6 separate regions of the Mus musculus genome follow, and all the other regions are linked to region 2. The links are chromatin contacts, called in public Hi-C and promoter capture Hi-C maps. All regions are on one chromosome and are shown on one strand. Each heading gives the region's core, a stretch centred on a gene start, on an enhancer-like site or on the middle of the called end of the contact. The rest is flanking DNA. Distances are from core to core; before and after follow the strand shown. Region 1 holds the start of Fmc1 (formation of mitochondrial complex V assembly factor 1). Region 2 holds the start of Braf (Braf transforming gene). Region 3 holds the start of Ubn2 (ubinuclein 2). Region 4 holds the start of Zc3hav1 (zinc finger CCCH type, antiviral 1). Region 5 holds the start of D630045J12Rik (RIKEN cDNA D630045J12 gene). Region 6 holds the start of Ttc26 (tetratricopeptide repeat domain 26).

Region 1 (3,204 bases), core at 150-2,649, 1.2 Mb after region 2:
AGACTGGCCTCAAACTCAGAAATCCACCTGCCTCTGCCTCCCAATTGTTAGGATTAAAGGACATGTTCCACCAACACCTGCCACATCTTATTCTTGATATTTGGCCCTAGTTCTTAATACACAGTACCTAACATAACTTTTTAAAAGATAAGTGAATTTTAGTTCTAAAGTTTTGCAATGCTCAAATTCTGTAGTTAAGATAATTGCTCAAGAACTTAAGTTTCCATTCCCCTAAATTGTAGCCATGCTTGATCAAGCAGAACTGGGCAGGTGACTGTCCCCGAGCCTTAGTGTTTGTATTTGATCTTGTCCAAAAGGCAGAGAATTGAGCATTACCACATTTGGAAAATTAACCATCTTCCATTCCTTTCTAAGAGGAATATGAACTGTGGATTTCACAATGGCACTTCCCAAGGATAGCATTCTGTATGTTTATGTTTGTTACACCAGTAAAACATGTCATGTATCCTGTCATGCAGAAGGCTAAAGATGTGACATCTCCATAGAATATAAGATATTGCTTTCCTCAGTGGTGAAAGGCTAGTACTAAATAAAACAGTACCACTCTTCAACTCTTGAATATTCCCCACTAAATTGCCTTAAAAATTGCATTTGCCTGGCCCATGCCTTTAATCCCCACACTCAGGAGAAAAGGGCAATCAGATGTGAGTTCAAGGTCAATCTGGTCTAAACAGCAAATTCCAGGTCAGCCAGAGTAATGCTGAAATTCTGTATCTTCATTCCCCACCAACACGCAAGCAAGCAAAAGCACGCGCGCGAGCAGGCGCGCGCACACACACCTACACACACACACACACACACACCCGTCAAATCACAAAAACACTGCTTCCTATTAAAACTTTAATGTAGAAAGGATGAGGAGAGGGGATGCTTGTACCCTTACGCCTTTAAGTCTTACGACCCCTAGGACCCACTTCACACAACGCCCGCTCCTTACTCCATTCCACACCCCATGCACCAGACAAACCAATGAAATCGTCAGAGACAGCTCCACCCCGGTGGGTGGCAGATACGAAGTCCCTAGGAAGGTGCGCCCCACGCGGCTTCTGGGCCAGTAGGGGATTTCAGACCGCAGGTTAGCCGAAGGGCTGGAGTCTGTGGTGAGACCCGCAGGTGGAGGACAGGGTGACTCAGACACGTTTGTCCTGAGACCCTCTATCACCTGCGCAGACCGCCCCCTCATCCGCCCTCCCGCGACCTGGAGCCCACCCAGCCGCGGATGCCGTACCCGATGTGCTCGGAAAGCCTTAACGAGGTACCGGTAGGCCGCTGTGTCGCGATATGGCCGCCCGGTGGCCGCGTTCAGGTAGCGCAGCTCCCTCAGAAGGCCCCGCAGAGTGCGCGCCGGGGACCCCAGGGCCGCCATTTTTCTGTCCTTGGAGAGCCTGGTCCCTCACTGCCTCGGGCGAGGTGTTCCCCCGCCCACTCCGCCCCACAGCGCCCTCTACCGACCACCCTTGGAGGGAAACGCGAGTGACAGGCACCTCAGGGGACCAGGAGAGCAAGGGAAGGTGCCGAATCCTCTCGGCCCTTCTGACTGCGTCCCTTTGGACTGCCGTAAGCTGATGGCCGCCGAGTCTCTGAGGAAAGGTGTCTGGCAGGAGAGTATGTGGATGTCTGGACATAGGTCACGCCAAAAAGATCTTACTGTTTCTACCAGGGATGTCAAAATTAAACGTACCGACCTCCAACTTTATGGTCCCCGCAGCCTAGGAGAAGAAAATGAACTCATACCCTGGTATGGCAAACTGCAGCCCCTTTACTAGTAAAGCCTCACATCCAGTTCTCTAGTTTTGTTTTGTTTTTCTGTTTGTTTATTGTTGTTTTTCGAGACATGGATTCTCGGTATAGCCCTGGCTGTCCTGGAACTCACTCTGTAGACCAGGCTGGCCTCGAAATCCGCCTGCCTCTGCCTCCCGAGTGCTGGGATTAAAGGCGTGCGCCATCACGCCTGGCTTTTTTTTTTTTCGTTTTGTTTTTTTTGTTTGATTGTTTTTCCCCGCAGTTCTCTAGTTTTAAAACAAGATGGCCGGGCGTTGTGGCACACGCCTTCACTGCCTGCAGAAGCAGGCGGATCTCACAGCTCATAGACCATTATGGTCTGCAGTTTGTTCTAACCCAGCCAGAACTAGGTAGAGAGACCTTGTCTCTAAATACATAAAATAAACAGTAAGTTTGACTCGCAATAATCATCTAATTAGATGATGTTAAAATAGATAAAAAAAAAAAACGAACCACCCCAGATGGGACTCGAACCCACAATCCCTGGCTTAGGAGGCCAATGCCTTATCCATTAGGCCACTGGGGCTTCTTCTACTGATGTCCTCAAACACCATAATCAAGTTATTTCCTGTTTCGTACGTCATCACTTAAATTTATTGTTTTTACCCTATCACAGAGAACCAAACTCAGCCTCAGTGTGAAACGGATGCCTGCTGGGAAATGTAGTTTAGATGCCAAGAGTCAACCGCTTCACCCTGCAAACAGTGGATGCCACGAAGCCGAACGGGCTCCCGCTTTTGCTTACGTGTTCGTGTTTCTGTGCGTAGTAGCTCTGCGCCTGCGCAAAAGTGGGCCCGGGAGACGTCAGAGCCAAACGGGCTGCGGAAACCAGTTCCTCGAGCCTCCCTCTGGTCCTATTCTTTGTCAGATTGTAACAGGAAAAGCCAAGCCCCTTCCGATTGGGCTACTTTCAGGGTTTGTCTTCGCTCTTAGCTGGTCGTTAGGTGGCGTTTAGGTAGTGGTCAGTTTCTGTTTCCGGTTACAGCGCTGAGGCCATTTCCGCAGCCAAGGATGTATTAGAATGGGGTTCAGTTTTCGAATTTTCAAGTGGGCTATAAGTATAAGACGGTGCGAAATTAGTGCCTACTATAGTAGAAATTAGGGATAATTAGAATTTAGGTTTGTTCCTAATTGTATACCGTAGACAAAACCACTTTGGGAGGAGGGGGTGAGGAGTGAGACCGGGTTTCTCCGTGTAGTCCTGGAGGTCCGGGAACTCGCTCTGTAGACCAGGCTGCCTCCCGAGTGCGGGGATTAAAGGCTTGCGCCATCACCGCCCTGTCATAAAACCTCTTTTTGAGGTGTCAGTGGCTCTTTATTTTCTAAGAAGCAGTTCAGTCTATTTAAGGTTGCCCTTGTAGACCCTACCTCATTAGCTTTTTATATGTTAACCTTCGTCTA
Region 2 (2,758 bases), core at 29-2,528:
GATCATCTCCTTCACTCGAATCTGTCAGATCATCTTCTGACTTAAATGTAGCTCTCAGGGGAATGTCCCTGCTTGGAAGAGAATGTACAATGTCATTGGCAAACACAGAATAGCTATTTGATTGGTGGCATTTTTTTTCAATACACAAGAACGTAATGCTTTGATTCACCAAGCAGCCACACGTGCACTGCTTACCTTGAAGCAAAGCATCAGTTGCCGGGCCTGTGCTGATCAGACCAAATAGGCAGACATCCTATTGTCAGAAGCTTTCTACCTTTCAACTCATCCTAAATGCAATAAAGAGGTTGGTGGCGACCATCCCCCTTTCCATTAATAGAAGTGCACACACAGACACACAGACAACTCAACTCAAGAGTTAAACTGGAAATTCCTGAATAGTGTTGGTAGCTTCTGTTTTTCACTCCTGTTTTCTCTTTTTCTTAACACACTTCCTCTCTCCATTATTTCCTTCTTTGGTTAAACGTACTTTAACCATGTAATTTACATAAAGAAATTGGGTTTAATTTCTGCAACTTGGGCTTCTCTGAGATGATTTAATTCTCTTCTCCCAATTCTTTTTTTCATATACAGTTTGAAGAGAATGCCTTGGATCAGTCAGGATCTACAAAATATTTTAAATTATTTTCTTTGGAATAAAAATTAGCTATGATGCATAAGATGTCTAAAATGGTCATGTGTTCTCCTCAGGTCCTAGTGCATGGAAGGAGCCAATTGATAGTAAATGACTGAAACTAGGCAATAAATACCCTGAAGACCAGCTTTAGATTTTCATTTATACTTCAACAGATCAAGTCCTTTAGGGACAGGATACAAACACCATACTGAGAATTTAGCTGCTCCAAGACAGTTCTATGAAATTTGGCTTGGCTGATGTTTCAACCTTGGCGTTTAAGGTCTTATTTTTATGACACCCAGAGCTTCTTTGTAACGGCAGTAATAAGTACTACAGACTTTCCGGCCTTCTTCCCTCTAGGATTTTAACTTCTTTAAAACACCACCCCCTGCTCTTCTAGTAAATCCCACATGACAGAACAGGCTGAGAAAAAATAGGAAGCCGGAGCCATGGAAACTGTGCGGGTAGAAACGTGTGAGCGCGAGGGTGGTTGGAGGAGAAGGAACACTCCCCTGGCGACAGCGGCGCGAGGGTGCTCCTCGGATGACGTCACGCACCCAGGTGACGTCACGACCGTGACATGCGGGTGACGCCGTTGCCGCGGCGACTCCTCGTCGTCTCCGCCCCCTCCCCCCCCCAAATCCCCTCAGGCTCGGCTGCGCCGGGGCCGCCGGCGGGTTCCAGAGGTGGCCTCCGCCCCGGCCGCTCCGCCCACGCCCCCCGCGCCTCCGCGCCCGCCTCCGCCCGCCCTGCGCCTCCCTTCCCCCTCCCCGCCCCGCGGCGGCCGCTCGGCCCGGCTCGCGCTTCGAAGATGGCGGCGCTGAGTGGCGGCGGTGGCAGCAGCAGCGGTGGCGGCGGCGGCGGTGGCGGCGGCGGTGGCGGTGGCGACGGCGGCGGCGGCGCCGAGCAGGGCCAGGCTCTGTTCAATGGCGACATGGAGCCGGAGGCCGGCGCTGGCGCCGCGGCCTCTTCGGCTGCGGACCCGGCCATTCCTGAAGAGGTGAGTGGCGGCGCCATCCCCCCCCAGTGCTCGCGCGTCAGGGGCTCGGCGGGCCAGTGTTTATGCGAGGGACCGAGGCAGCAGAAGGAGCCCCGGCAGTGCTTGGTAGCCGGCGGGGAGGTGGTTATCGGCCGAGTGTCCCCCTCTGTCTTGTAGCTCCTCGCTACGTAAACACACACGATGGCCCAGGGGGGTTCCCCGGCCCCCACCCAGATGGGATTGGGGCAGTGGGGGCAGAGCTGGAGCCTTTTCAGAGGGGGCGAAACTCTGGGTTGGAGAAGGTCACGCCTGGCTGAGGCTTCCAGCCCTGCATCCCTGAGATGTTTTCCTTTTTGCTAGCCGGCAGGGACGGCGTCGAGGATGGAGCTTAGTGGCCAGGGCAGTACCCCTTGGTCCCCTAGCCCTAGGAACCGCCGTGTGCGATTACTCCCTGATCCTGGGGATGACGGAGCGCATCTTTCCACTCTCCTCACTATCTTCCCTTTGCAGGCCCTTGTCCCCTTCCCACTTTGCTACTTGTTTGGGGGATTTTTCTTTTGACCGGTTTTTGCCCAGGGGATGATTTTTTTTTTTGGTGTAGTCTTTACTTTTTCAGCCCCAAATTTTACTGTTCCGAAGCTTTTCCCATCCTGGTCTCTGATCCCCGAATAATACTGTTTGTCAGTGCTCCCTTGCTGACCCGTAAACCTCTATCCTCATCCACCACCCCGCTCATTTCTCAACTGTACCTACTTGCTTCTAACCTTAGTTTCCACGGAAGAGCATTTTTGCTCTTCTCTTGCCCTAGTCCCCTTGAGTGCCTCTACTTCATTCCACTGCACCGTCACCTTGTAATCCGTTGTTATCTTCACAAATCCTTTTGGACACTTTGCAAGCTATTCACTCCCTGAACCCCAAAGCTGTCAAGATTCCATCAGGTTTCACTTGGCCCTTTGCTCCCTTGCACTGCTGGCAGTTTGGGTTAGTCTTTCAGTGCACATACACACCTCAGTTGATATCCTTCGTGGGTTTGTTTGTTTGTTTGTTTGTTTGCTTGCTTGCTTGCGTGCTAGCTTGTTTTTAGTGGGTTTAAGTGATCTGGCTCGCTCCCATTTTCGTCCCATCTTTCGTGTTTACCAGTCTTT
Region 3 (2,762 bases), core at 169-2,668, 1.3 Mb after region 2:
ACAACGGACAAAATGCTCCCAATTCGAACTAATGAGAGCCACTCAAATAATATGACTGGGCAGCCACCGGGTAAGACAAGAGACCTTTCCATTCAAAGACAATGTGCACAAACTCAACACACACACACACACACACACACACACACAAAGCTAACAATATTTACCAACACAAGTGCAACCACATTACGAATCCACTTTTTCATTCCTAACGTGGAATCATTAGTTTCTGAAAATGTTTAATTTCTCTTAAATCCCCTTCAATCAAGGAAAATAAACCACCCGGCCACGAGCCCATCTCAGCAGCCCTGGCGCACGGTACAGCTGGGTTGAGGAAGGATGAGGATGAGCCGAGAAGGGGTCACACAATCTCTCCGCTTCAGACCGGGGGGCGTGTCCCCCAAGGTTTTTTTTTCGCTTCCCTTCTACCGGAACGACAGATGGAAGTGCCACAAGAAGCTAGCCGCACGGCTCACAGGGCCTCGGGATTTGGTGTGGGGAACAGAAAGGAAAAGGAGGAAAAAGCTGAGGTTTCGAAAGGTGCACAGGAAAACCGGCTCGGCGCGGTGTGGTGGGGGCAGCATCGGCCACCCAGGAGGGCCGAGCCGCGCAGCTCCCGCCCCGTCTAGCTGCCCGGCCCCCGCCACCCCACCCCCGGGGCGAGCGAAGTGCAGAGCAGCCCGGGCAGGCGGCGGGTCCGGAGGCGCCCGGGCTGTGGGGCGGCCGGGAGGGAGGGACCCTCTGTACCCGTTGTTCTCCGCACAGCAGCAGCTCCGGGTAGCTGAACTCCACGCAGCTTTCGTCCGTGGGGTCCTTGAGCACCAGCTCCAGGCGAACCGTCTCCTTCGGCGGTCGCGGCGGCGGCTCCGCCCGGGAAGCCGACTCCCGCGGAGGGGGAGTCTGCAGGGGCAGCGGCGGCGGCGGCGGCTCGGGCCGCGGGGGCTCGCGCTGCAGCGCCATGGGCGGCTCGGCGCGGCTGACCTCGCGCTGGGGGAGCGGCTTGTCGCGCGCCGGGGGCTGCGCGTCAGCGCGGGGGGCCGGCTCCGCCCGGGCCGGCTCGCGGTACGGCTGCGGCTCCAGTCGGGGGGGCTCGCGCTCGGCGCCCGCGAAGTCGGCCTCGCGTCGCCTCACCGGTGACAGGCTAATGAACGCGACTCTGCGCGGCTCCGCCATCCCCACTGTTCTGGCCCTCGGCGCTCGCTCGAGCCGGCTCTCGCCTCGACGCCGCACGGCGCGCCTGCCCGCCTCTCCTTCTGCTCTCCGTCACTTTTCTTCCCTCCAGCACCCTCAGCTGTCCCCGCGGACGCCACCGTGAGTGCGGACCGGGTCCCCGTCCCCGCTACTACGTTCTGATGGGCTCCACCGCCATCGCCAGGGTCGCCGCAGCCGCCATGTTGGATCCCCCACATAAATAGAAGCAGGCCGCTGAGCGGGCGCATGCGCACACTCGAGACGCTCGCGTCCACAGTCGTGGCTGTTGCTCAGTTTTCCCCTTTTCCTCTCAACAGTCTGGAGGCCAGACAGCTCGGCGGAAGTGACGTCACAGACAGGCCTGTCTCCGTGGCAACGGGGACGCTCTCTGCTTTGCTTTCAAAGGAGGGGTTTGGGGTTCCCTGAGTGATTTCCTCCTCTCGCCCGGAAACCGAGGCACGCTCGCCGATCCCTTAGGGTGAGCGTCGCGATGTGCCTGGGACCGACACAGTCATGGCGCCGGGTCCCGCCCGACGTTGGCCTCTGGCTCTCGGCGCTGGGGAACAGGGTTGTCAGCTGAGGATTCCAGGCGGACCCAGGGCAGGGGTGAGGGGCTCGCGGCCCGGCGCCGGGCCCGCCGGTCTGTTGTCCCGTCACCTGAGGTGTCCAGGGTAGAAAGGCGAAAACTAAACTCTCCTCAGACCCCTCCCGAAAGCGCTACGCTGCCTCCCACACCGCTGCCTCCCACACCTCTTCCTAGCCGCTTTGCGCATGGCGGTGAGACGTTCAGTGACGCGCCTCAGTTGGGAAATTGAACTGGCAAAGGAACAGTTCTTGAAGACTTGAACGTCTTGGCAGCCTTTGGTGTTATTTTAGGGGACATGCTCCCGGGGGAAGAAAATTCACGGCTCATCTTTGAGTGGGAAGGAGCGTTGCTTAGGCTTCGTTGGAGCATCGTGGGAAACGAACTGGAATTCAGATTTTAACGGACGAGAATTACTAGCCCTTTTCATCTATTCAATAGAAAGGGAATTGAAAGACTCCCTTGCCGCATCCTCAAGGAAACCCAAGCTTGTTAATTGCATCAACTATATTAGATGTTGAAGAGCTGAGTCAAAGAGTCGTCACAGACGTTTTTAATATTTGCTCTTCTATTCCTTTCCAAAGGTGTACCAAATGGTGATGGAATGTTCAACCCAAAAGATTGTGCTAGCTCTAAGCCAGGTGTAGAGATGTATCCCTTTAGTGTCAGGAAGATACAGGCTGTTACATTTCAACATGGTCCACATAGACAACTGCAGGTCAGCTAACACTTCTTTTTTTTTTTTTTTTTTTTTTTTTTTGGTTTTTTGAGACAGGGTTACTCTGTGTAGCCCTGGCTGTCCTGGAACTCACTCTGTAGACCAGGCTGGCCTCTGCCTACCGAGTGCTGGGATTAAAGGCATGCGCCACCACGCCCGGCCAGCTAACACTTCTTAATGGAAGTGGGTGCACTCTGGAGCCAGGCGGATCTCTATGAGTTCAAGGCCAGCCTGGTCTATTTAGTGACTTCTAAGACAGCCAGACCTACATAG
Region 4 (2,783 bases), core at 62-2,561, 1.4 Mb after region 2:
AGACTTTATTTCTTATGAATTTGTTTTTAAATTTTAAATTACATTTATCAGAGAGAGAGGGGGGAGGAGGAGGGAGGGAGGAAGGAAGAGAAAGAGTGTTGTGGAGGTCAGAGGGCAACTTGCTAGAGTAAACTCTCCCAGCATGTGGGGAAATTCTGGGGGTCAAATTAGTGTCCTGTGTTTTAGCAACTGGTGCCTTTACCTGCTCAATTATCTTCCTGGCCAATAATCCCTTTGCCCCAGTCTCACAAGTGCTGATATTACCGGCATGCCTTCACCACGCCAAGCTTTTAATATTATTTTAGCGTGTGTTTGTCTGAGTGGGTGGGGTCACTCGCACCTCCCTCTTGTGAAGTTTGAAAGCATCGCAGTGCACACTTCTCCTGCACCGTGCCTGCAGATTTTAAAGAAAGGGTTCCCATCTGATCGGTGAGCGCTCCATTCATTTCATTTCTGAGTGCTGAAAGGAAAGCCCCTTTCTTTTTCTAATTTGGGTCTAGTGTTTACTGGCCTGCAAATTAGCTGAGAATACAGATGAGACAAACTAAACACAATTGTGCAAAAGAAGTTTTAAAGTCACAATTTAACAAGGGGAGGAGGCCGAAGAGCGTATAAGGTTTGTGTGTGGTGAGTGTGTTTCACTACGGAGTCTGGAAGGACAATCGGAGTTTTTTTTTAATGCTAATGTTTGGAGCAGCAGAATCTTCCGGAAAGCTCCCTGGGGACACGGATGGCTCTTTAATTTCATCAGCCTTTGCTTTCCTCAAAGGGAAATCTAGTTATTATTTCCTTCTGTCTCTACAGTAACTCTACGGTAAGGTAAGGGTTTACCTTAAAAATCATCTTCATGCCAAGGGGGGAGGGGTGGGGGAAATCTGAAGACATTCTAAGCAGTTGGTTTGAGGCACCAAAATTGGAGATTTTAAGTTAGCAAGGCCAGAAAGGATCAAAGAGTGGGTCTTCAAATAGCTCTGGAGAAGGCTACGTAAGAAACCAGGGAGAGTAACAATCACCGCCCTCTAAGAGGGGCTCGGCACTGGGTAGAAAGTGCGTAATCCTAGATCTGGTGCCGCGGAATCAGGCCCGGAAACAAACTCTCGAGAACCTCGGTCATCCGAGCTCCACCTGTTCCTTCAAGTTATTTCCCCAAGTGCGGAGTTCGGATAATATCCATGTCCTAAGGTGGTGGCGAGCATTGACGACACTCGGCGGAGAGTCCCGCTTACAGGAAGCGCTCACCAGGTCTGCTCTTTCCGGGGCTGGGTGGGGCTGATTTGAGGACGCCTCTAGTGGGCCCCCCAGGATGCGTCACTCTCCTCAGGCTCATCAAAACTCCACCCGAGCCTCACGAACGTCCTTACTTCCTCTCTTCCTGGTAGCAGCCTTGCAGTCCCGAGCTCGGGGGACCTCACGTCTAGCCTGGAACCGAGGGTACCGCGCCGCGGCGGACCTGCCCGCCTAACGTCGCTCGCTTCCCATTCGCTCTCCCGCGCGGCTGACTTTAAATCTGACCCCAGGACCTCGTCGTCGAGGTCGGGCCTCGCGACACCACCGCCGGAGTTGGAAAGCGAAACCGCTCTGCTCTGCGAGCGGCACCGCCCGCGTCCGCCCCTGGGACCGCGCGTAAGTTTCGATTCTCCGTGAAGCCGAGTCCCGCGCAGCGGCCGGAGCAGCGGCAGCCATAGCGCGCCATGACGGATCCCGAGGTATTCTGTTTCATCACCAAGATCCTGTGCGCTCACGGGGGCCGCATGACCCTGGAGGAACTGCTGGGTGAGATCAGCCTCCCCGAAGCGCAACTCTACGAGCTGCTGAAGGCAGCAGGGCCCGATCGCTTTGTGCTATTGGAGACTGGAGACCAGGCCGGGATCACTCGGTCGGTGGTGGCTACTACTCGAGCCCGCGTCTGCCGTCGCAAGTACTGCCAGAGACCCTGCGACAGCCTGCACCTTTGCAAGCTTAATCTGCTCGGCCGGTGCCACTATGCACAGTCCCAGCGGTGAGTGCAGCGGGAATGGGGAAGGTTCTCTAATTGCCTAGTCCGGCGCCGCGGGGCAGCTTCCTAGGGGAGGCGGGAACCGGGTGGATATGGCTCACTCGGCTGCAAACCCCTTCTCCCTCTATCCCTCCTAATCTCTAGACCAGTGGTTCTCAGCCTTCCTAATGCTGCGACCCTTTAATACAGTTCCTCAGGTTTGTGACCCTCAACCATAAAATTATTTTCGTTACTACTCCGTAACTGTAATTTTGCTACTGTTATGAAATGTAATGCAAGTATCTGTGTTTTCCAATGGTCATATTCGACTCCTGTGAAGTTAGACCCCCAGGTTGAAAAATCTGTAGCCAAAGCGCTATTGGAAAGGCGGACAAGGCTGCCTCTCTACCCTTCTCACCTCCCACCAGAATCCTAATTAAAGTACGTTTGCACCAACCAGAGTTTGTAGAAGTTGCAGGCACACCTTTTTCTCCTTGCTACTCTGGTACCTCGAATGTTGCGATCGCCCCAGAATCCTAGCGGTGCTGCCCAGTCTCCTGTGTCTCGGGTGCGCCAACTCCTGGATCGCTGTGACCCTTCACTCCTTGTCTCTCCACCTGGCCAGATAGATAACTAAAGGTATAGTGGCCTCTCAGCCTTCTTCCTAGTATGCGTGGTGGCCTGTACTACGACACCCCCCCCCCTTCTTGCAACCGACCCACTGTCTCAAATTGCATGAAATAATGTGGCTTAACTTCTCAGGCAGCTGCTTCTGGTCCTACTTGGTCTTCTTCTTCTTCTTCTTCTT
Region 5 (2,873 bases), core at 234-2,733, 1.5 Mb after region 2:
CCATCAATAAATATATAATGAAATCTTCCTGGAGCCGTGGGGGATCCTGTGTGGGGCGATAACATGTTAGAACGTCATTTTAACTTAGTGTGTGTGTATGTGTGGACTAACAAGTTCATAAAAAATAACAACACAATAGGACTAAATGTCAAGAGCTGCTCCAGGCTGTGCCCCGTGGCCAGGTGAGTAATTCAGAGAAAAGCGAGGAGAGGGGAGCCATACCTAGGGCTATTGTGGTCAGGGTGCAAACATGCTCAGACAAGCAAACTCTCTACTTGGGTATGCTGGAGACAACTCCAAGAATGTATATGTCTGGGGGAGCAGGAGAGCAATGTATGGGGGTTGCTTATGACAAGTGACACAATGGAACGCAAAAATTAGGGTCATCAACAAAAGCTTATAACCTAGATTCTCATCTTCCCTGAAATTTAACAGGTGCCTATTTTTTTTTTTTTTTCAGAACAGGAACTTCTGATTCTTTGCCTAGATAGATGAGTTTGCCCAGCAAAACTGGGTAGCATCTTTCTGGGTCTTTTGCCTACCTCACTGAAGAGCAACCTTGATCCTTGGCCAGTCTGGATGGCTGACATTTCCCACTGTCTGTCATAGTTTCTCACTCAACAAGATACTTCTCTTATGCACGGCTTGCAGACCACGGCTGGTGCAACCTCTGAAATACAACTGTCCAAAATTGTAGTGTGTTCTAGGACCTTCCAACCTTATTCGGCCTTCAGAGTTAATGCACTTGGCTCTTAGCACAGAGACACATGCTAACTCCCATCCACACCCCCATTTCCCCAGGAAACTAACCCCCAACAAGGTCTTTTTCATCATATATTGGTGCTACTTTCTTTTTTAAAAAATAAGGCCTGGATCTGTGTGTTTGTGTCTGTCCACTTTGATTCAGCTTCAGTAGCCCCTTTCTGAAGACTCACTAAGCTCAGGGCAGTAGGCCTAGGTCTTACCAAAGGCCCACCTTTGCCAACAAGGTGGCACAGCTCTGGAAAGGCAAAGGATGGGCTGAGCCCTGTGTGCCTCCTCCCCATTCTTTTCCAGCGCGCGGGCTCTGGGAAAGAGAGCCGACTTCTCTCGGCTTTGTCCGCTCAGCAGCCCGGGGTCTGCCAGGGACCACGGCCGCCCCGCACACACACCTGCTGCCCGCCCCGCGTGGGCGGCTCGGGAGGAGCGTGCTCCGGAATCACCCGGTTTGCGACCGTTCCTCTAGGGCCCCGGGGGTGCGGGTGCGGGGCGGCGCCGTCCCGGGCGCCCTCCTGAGAGGCGGGTCCTGTGGGAGGGCGGGGACCGGGTCCCGCCTCGCCCTCCGCCGGGCCGCCCGCAGGCAGGCGCCGGGCCGGCCGGGAGGTGGTGCTCGCCTCCCCGCGCGGGGCCGTGCGTTGCCCGGCAGCGGCTGCGAGGCTCGGGAGGGGGCGGAGCGGCGCGGCCGGCGTGCAGCGGCCCCAGTCCGCGGATCCGGCCCGGCCCGCCCCCGCCTCGCCGGCCTCGCTGCGCGCCGGTGCTAGGCGCCCAGTCTCCGCCGCAGCGGACGCCGGCGTCCCGGGCCTGAGCGCGCCCACGCCCGGAGGCCGGGGTGTCGGGGAGCCGACGCGTGGCCATGGAGCGGGAGCCCCGCGCCAGGGTTGCACTGGTGCCGGAGCGGTGCGGCCGCGGGCCTTCCTCCCGCCACCGCCGCCCGGGGCTGCTGCTCCCCGGCCTCTGGCTGCTGCTGCTCGCCGGGCCGGCCTCGTGCGCCCCAGGTAAGCCTCGCGGAGCCCCCCGGGACGCGGCCGCCACCCTGGCCGCCTTCTCTGCCGCGCTCGTCACCCCCTGGCTTCCCCACCCGCCCATCCTCTTTTATTCTTCACCGCTCCCTCGCCCTCCTTGCTGGAGATGCTTTCCTATTCTTCCTGGGCCCTGCAAATAAAGGCATGGAGGAGAGGAATAAATCCAAAGGAAAAAAGAGCGAGCGGTTTCTGACCGGTCTTGCTAAAAGGTCTGCAACCTAGTCTTCCGTGAACCATGTTGCCCGAGGCGGGTTTGGTGGTTTCTGCTCCGAAGATGCCTATTTTCTTTTTCCCCTTTGCAAAATGCAGGCACTGGAATTGTGTTTGTGCACGGTTGTGTGAATGTGGCGTAGCGAATGTTTTGGGATACTTTTATTGTTGGGGCAAAGGGATGCATCTGGTGTGTGCAGAAGAGCAGTTGTGCATTGCCGTGAACACCCAGTGTTACCCCAGATGCAAGCAAGCTGGCTGTGTCCCCCAGTGCGCCAGGACACAAAGAACATTCAAAGAAAAAAATCTCTTGGAAAGCGCCCTGGCCATGGATCTTTCCAGGGAACTAGCTATTGGTATTACCTCCACAAAGGCATTACAATGGAGTGTGAAAATATTTTGAGTCTGAAGTGTCAGGGCATGAAAGGAGTCATGGTTGGTTTTTATAATAGATGCAATTTAGTGACTGTTCATCAGCATGGGATTAAGAGACATGATTTATGAGGCGTGTGGGTGGGTTTTGTTTGTTGAGGAAATGGTTTAATTCATGTTGCTTCCCCGAAATGTTTATTTATCCATCCTGAGCACGCACTGCACTGGACTGGAGACCATCTCTGAGGTGACACAGTGCATCCTGTGATTGCCCCAGCCCACACGTGCTTGGTTGCTTTGTGGGTAGGAAAGGAAAGGAGAAAGGAGCAGTTTAGGTGGAGAGCTTCTTCTCACTGCTCAGGAGAGACAGAAAAGCCATGAAAGCAGCCCAGAACCCTGCCTGCTTGTGGGAGCAGGGCCAGAGGACTGCCAAGTGGTTTGAAGGAAGTAGAACGCATTTGAAGGTGTCCCTTAGGCCCGACTGTGGGCATTATAACTAGTGCCACAAAG
Region 6 (3,212 bases), core at 571-3,070, 1.3 Mb after region 2:
ACGGTTTCAGAGTTACATGACCATAGATTCACATTAATGTGGCCGGTGGAAAAATGTGATACAATAGATTACAGCACAGGATAACTGGACCTGGCTGTCAGAACTCTTTGTCCCTTGGTGCACCCTGCACTCTTCTGTACCGAGTGCTTTCCACAAGCAGTTTCTCAAAGTTCAGCCTCCCAGGACAACTTTAGGTCAGAAGGATTTCTCAGACTACTTACCCAAAATGCAGCTTCCTATGCATCACTGCAGAGCTAGTGAATTCAAATTGGTAAAGCAATCGCCTAGAAACAGAAACAGCTAACTATCCTTGGTATTTCCAATGCATATTAAAAAGTGAGATTTGGGCTGGAGAGATGGCTCAGCAGTTAAGAGCACTGACTGCTCTTCCGAAGGTCCTGAGTTCAAATCCCAGCAACCACATGGTGGCTCACAACCATCTGTAACAAGATCTGGTGCCCTCTTCTGGAGTGTCTGAAGACAGCTACAGTGTACTTTCATTAAATAAATAAATAAATAAATAAATCTTTAAAAAAGTGAGATTTGCACCTAGCATTGGTTTAAAAAAATGACCCTGACATACAGAGTTGAAATGTTTTATGGGTTTACAATAGTTTTAAATTGTAAATAGTAAAAATCACTTATTTTTTTTAACCAAAATGTAAATAGGAAGAAGTTACAAATCACTCAGGATTTATGGTAAATAATGTGTGAATTGACACTGTTAAATGTAATACTGTATTCACCATTTGTGGAACTAAAAATTAATAATTTTATGTGTACAAGTGTTTTGTCTTCATGTATGTCTACATACCATATGTTTTGTTGAAGGAAGCCAGAAGGCCTTGAATCTCCTAACATTTAGTTACTAATGGCTGTGAGCAGGCACGTGAGTACTGGGAATTAAGGTCCTCTGGAAAAGCAGCCGATACTTTTAAATGTCGAGCCATCTCTCCAGTCCAAAATGTTTTGTATTTCATCAGGTTTATAGTTAACTTGGAATCTGGAATATGCATCTGGCTATGTTTGTTTGGATTACCCATAATGTACCCACCCGTCCCAATAGCATAGTAACCAGCATTCAACCCACCATCCACCAGACTGAGAAGTAAACCTTCTTTGGACATTACCTCCAATAGGGTAATGGCGCCAGTGAAATCTCTCTGCGAAAGTAGATCCTCTAGTTTTGGAATCTTCCTCCCTTTCTTCTTTCTTTTGTCAGTGTGCGGTGACTCCCCGCCCACAGCGGGTTTGGCCCTTGAAAGCATCTGTAAAACAAATAGCAAAGACTGTTCTATCAAAAGTCATTTTTAAACTGAGGGTAACAGCTCTCAGTCAGATCTACCCTTACCATCAGACCCTAGGAAGTCTATTCAGATTCTTTTTTTATTGTGCATTTTAGTAAAAGGACCATTACCTACTACTGAAGGGGAACCGAATAGCTACTTCCAACAACTTTATCCATAAGAGACAAACAAACACTCACGCAGCTTCTACTACCTAGGTCTTCCAAGATTCTTTTTTCCAGTTCACAGTCTAGTATCGGGAAATGAAGAAGCAGGAGGGAAGAGAGCATCGAGGTACATAGATTTCTTCGCATCCCTCCCTATTCCCGGTGGAAACACTGGAGGGATAAAGGGATCGCCCTCTAGAGACGCACCTAGATTCTATCCAACAGTGCGTTGAGAACTCTAAACCCAGGTACAAACCTATTCAAAATCCCCCACCCTTACTATTCAGAGCCACTAACCATCTTGGCGTCGGTCCTGTGAGCCCCCGCTGCAGATAGTCTGCAAAGGCTGTGCTTCGGCGAGTTGCCACATCCACACAGCGAGCTCCGTTTCCACGGCAACGCCGCCGGGAGGCTGGTCCTTCTGAGAAAGGGCTCGTCCCAAAACCAATGTCCTAAGCTTCTTGGTTCCGTGTGTTTCCGCAGCTGGAAGAGTAGGTGCTTCTCTCAAGGGAGTTAATCCTTGTTGTTTGTGCTGAGGATGAAAATGGGGCTGTGTCTCTACTTAGGAAAGCAGTTTAAGAAAAGGCGATTTAGAAGTACTATTACAACTAGGAAGTATATTTCAAAAGCAAGTTTCTTGGGAAGGTAATTTTCAAGGACCACTTCCGTTTTGCCTGGGGTGAGGACGACAACAGCTCCGCTTGTCTCGTACATTGTCTCTGTTTTCTGCTCGTTTCTGCTGGTACCTGCTGAAGCAAAGGATAGTTTGGAGGCAGAAGTGATACCAAAATATTTCCTCGAGACAATGTTAATCCCAAAGATGGGAGGAGAAAGACCACCACCCCAAATCATCATGACCAAATTAATTAAAGCAAGCTTTTTTATTCGTGTACACGGACTGCTTCTCTCTAAGGCCAGTTTGGAGAGATCAGCATTGGATGTGAGGAAGACAAGGTTTTTATAGATCATGGGGGTTGCGGGGGTGAAATGGGGAAAATAGGAGGGAGAGGTGTTATAAGAGCAGAATATAACAATAACAAGTTAGTCCTAACTACCTCCTGAAACAGTCATGGTTGCAAGGTGGGCATAACAACAGATAGCCATAACAAGGTAGTTATAAAACCTTTTGAAACAAAGGTAGAGTTGCAAGATGGTTCTAAACAACTTTTAGAAACAATGTCATGATTTGGCATTCTTGGAACGGTCAGTACAGAACCATTTGTAGTTAAGGCTATAGGCGAGGCATAGCTCAATCTGAGAAACAAAAATTTAATCATAAGCAGGAATGAACCTAGTTTGTTTTTACTATAAGGTGACTTCTGTTTGTTTTGTTTTTGCTTTGCTTTGCTTTTTGTTTTATTTTTCAAGATAGGATTTCCCTGTGTAACAGCTCTGGCTATCCTGGAACTCTCTTTGTAGATCAGGCTGGCTGGAACCCACAGAGATCTGCCTGACTCTGCCTCCCAAGTGCTCATGTTAAAGGCATGTGCCACCACACCCAGCTATAAATGGGCTTTTAAAGTCTAGGATGGAAGCAGGCTGGTTCTTCAACACACCTATACACAATTAGAAACTATAAAAATGTGTGTACAATTAAAGCAAGAATGGAGTATTTACTCCAGAGCAGCGTTAATTTAGTTGCAATATATACATATATATATACACATACATATATATATATACACACATACACACACACACATATATATATATATATTTTTTTTTTTTTGCTTTGTTTTTCGAGACAGGGTTTCTCTGT

Evidence for each region. Promoter capture Hi-C pulls out the DNA fragments that hold promoters and counts their contacts. A called contact is a pair of places that touch in the nucleus more often than the background predicts. Capture Hi-C pulls out chosen DNA fragments and counts their contacts.
Region 1: a contact with region 2 is called in a promoter capture Hi-C map of adipose tissue, with 4 times the contacts expected there. The contact joins the promoter of Fmc1 here to the promoter of Braf in region 2. A contact is called at or near these places in 2 of 39 promoter capture datasets (neutrophils and pre-B cells), 1 of 484 Hi-C or Micro-C datasets (CD4 T cells) and 2 of 9 other capture datasets (adipose tissue and liver).
Region 3: a contact with region 2 is called in a Hi-C map of B cells, with 9 read pairs. The contact joins the promoter of Ubn2 here to the promoter of Braf in region 2. A contact is called at or near these places in 1 of 39 promoter capture datasets (pre-B cells), 1 of 484 Hi-C or Micro-C datasets (B cells) and 1 of 9 other capture datasets (adipose tissue).
Region 4: a contact with region 2 is called in a promoter capture Hi-C map of pre-B cells, with 4 times the contacts expected there. The contact joins the promoter of Zc3hav1 here to the promoter of Braf in region 2. A contact is called at or near these places in 3 of 39 promoter capture datasets (liver, neutrophils and pre-B cells), 2 of 115 datasets of contacts at active chromatin or transcription factors (microglia and pancreatic cancer cells) and 2 of 9 other capture datasets (adipose tissue and liver).
Region 5: a contact with region 2 is called in a promoter capture Hi-C map of liver, with 2.8 times the contacts expected there. The contact joins the promoter of D630045J12Rik here to the promoter of Braf in region 2. A contact is called at or near these places in 2 of 39 promoter capture datasets (hematopoietic stem and progenitor cells and liver) and 1 of 9 other capture datasets (adipose tissue).
Region 6: a contact with region 2 is called in a promoter capture Hi-C map of pre-B cells, with 5 times the contacts expected there. The contact joins the promoter of Ttc26 here to the promoter of Braf in region 2.

Annotation. Positions count from the first base shown.
Region 1 is chr6:38,533,056-38,536,259 of GRCm38.p6, reverse strand. It overlaps Fmc1 (formation of mitochondrial complex V assembly factor 1), which reads right to left and starts at 1,399. Exons shown (of 2, transcript NM_025363.3): 1 at 1,250-1,399. The coding sequence starts at 1,387. It overlaps n-TRcct1 (a tRNA gene), which reads right to left and starts at 2,329; the gene lies at 2,257-2,329.
Region 2 is chr6:39,723,983-39,726,740 of GRCm38.p6, reverse strand. Braf (Braf transforming gene) reads left to right here and starts at 1,278. Exons shown (of 22, transcript NM_139294.5): 1 at 1,278-1,634. The coding sequence starts at 1,446.
Region 3 is chr6:38,432,581-38,435,342 of GRCm38.p6, reverse strand. It overlaps Ubn2 (ubinuclein 2), which reads right to left and starts at 1,418. Exons shown (of 17, transcript NM_177185.4): 1 at 745-1,418. The coding sequence starts at 1,170.
Region 4 is chr6:38,353,131-38,355,913 of GRCm38.p6, reverse strand. It overlaps Zc3hav1 (zinc finger CCCH type, antiviral 1), which reads left to right and starts at 1,311. Exons shown (of 13, transcript NM_001347122.1): 1 at 1,311-1,999. The coding sequence starts at 1,692.
Region 5 is chr6:38,252,749-38,255,621 of GRCm38.p6, reverse strand. D630045J12Rik (RIKEN cDNA D630045J12 gene) reads left to right here and starts at 1,483. Exons shown (of 20, transcript NM_194061.3): 1 at 1,483-1,754. The coding sequence starts at 1,613.
Region 6 is chr6:38,380,132-38,383,343 of GRCm38.p6, reverse strand. It overlaps Ttc26 (tetratricopeptide repeat domain 26), which reads right to left and starts at 1,820. Exons shown (of 18, transcript NM_153600.2): 1 at 1,751-1,820; 2 at 1,131-1,268. The coding sequence starts at 1,753.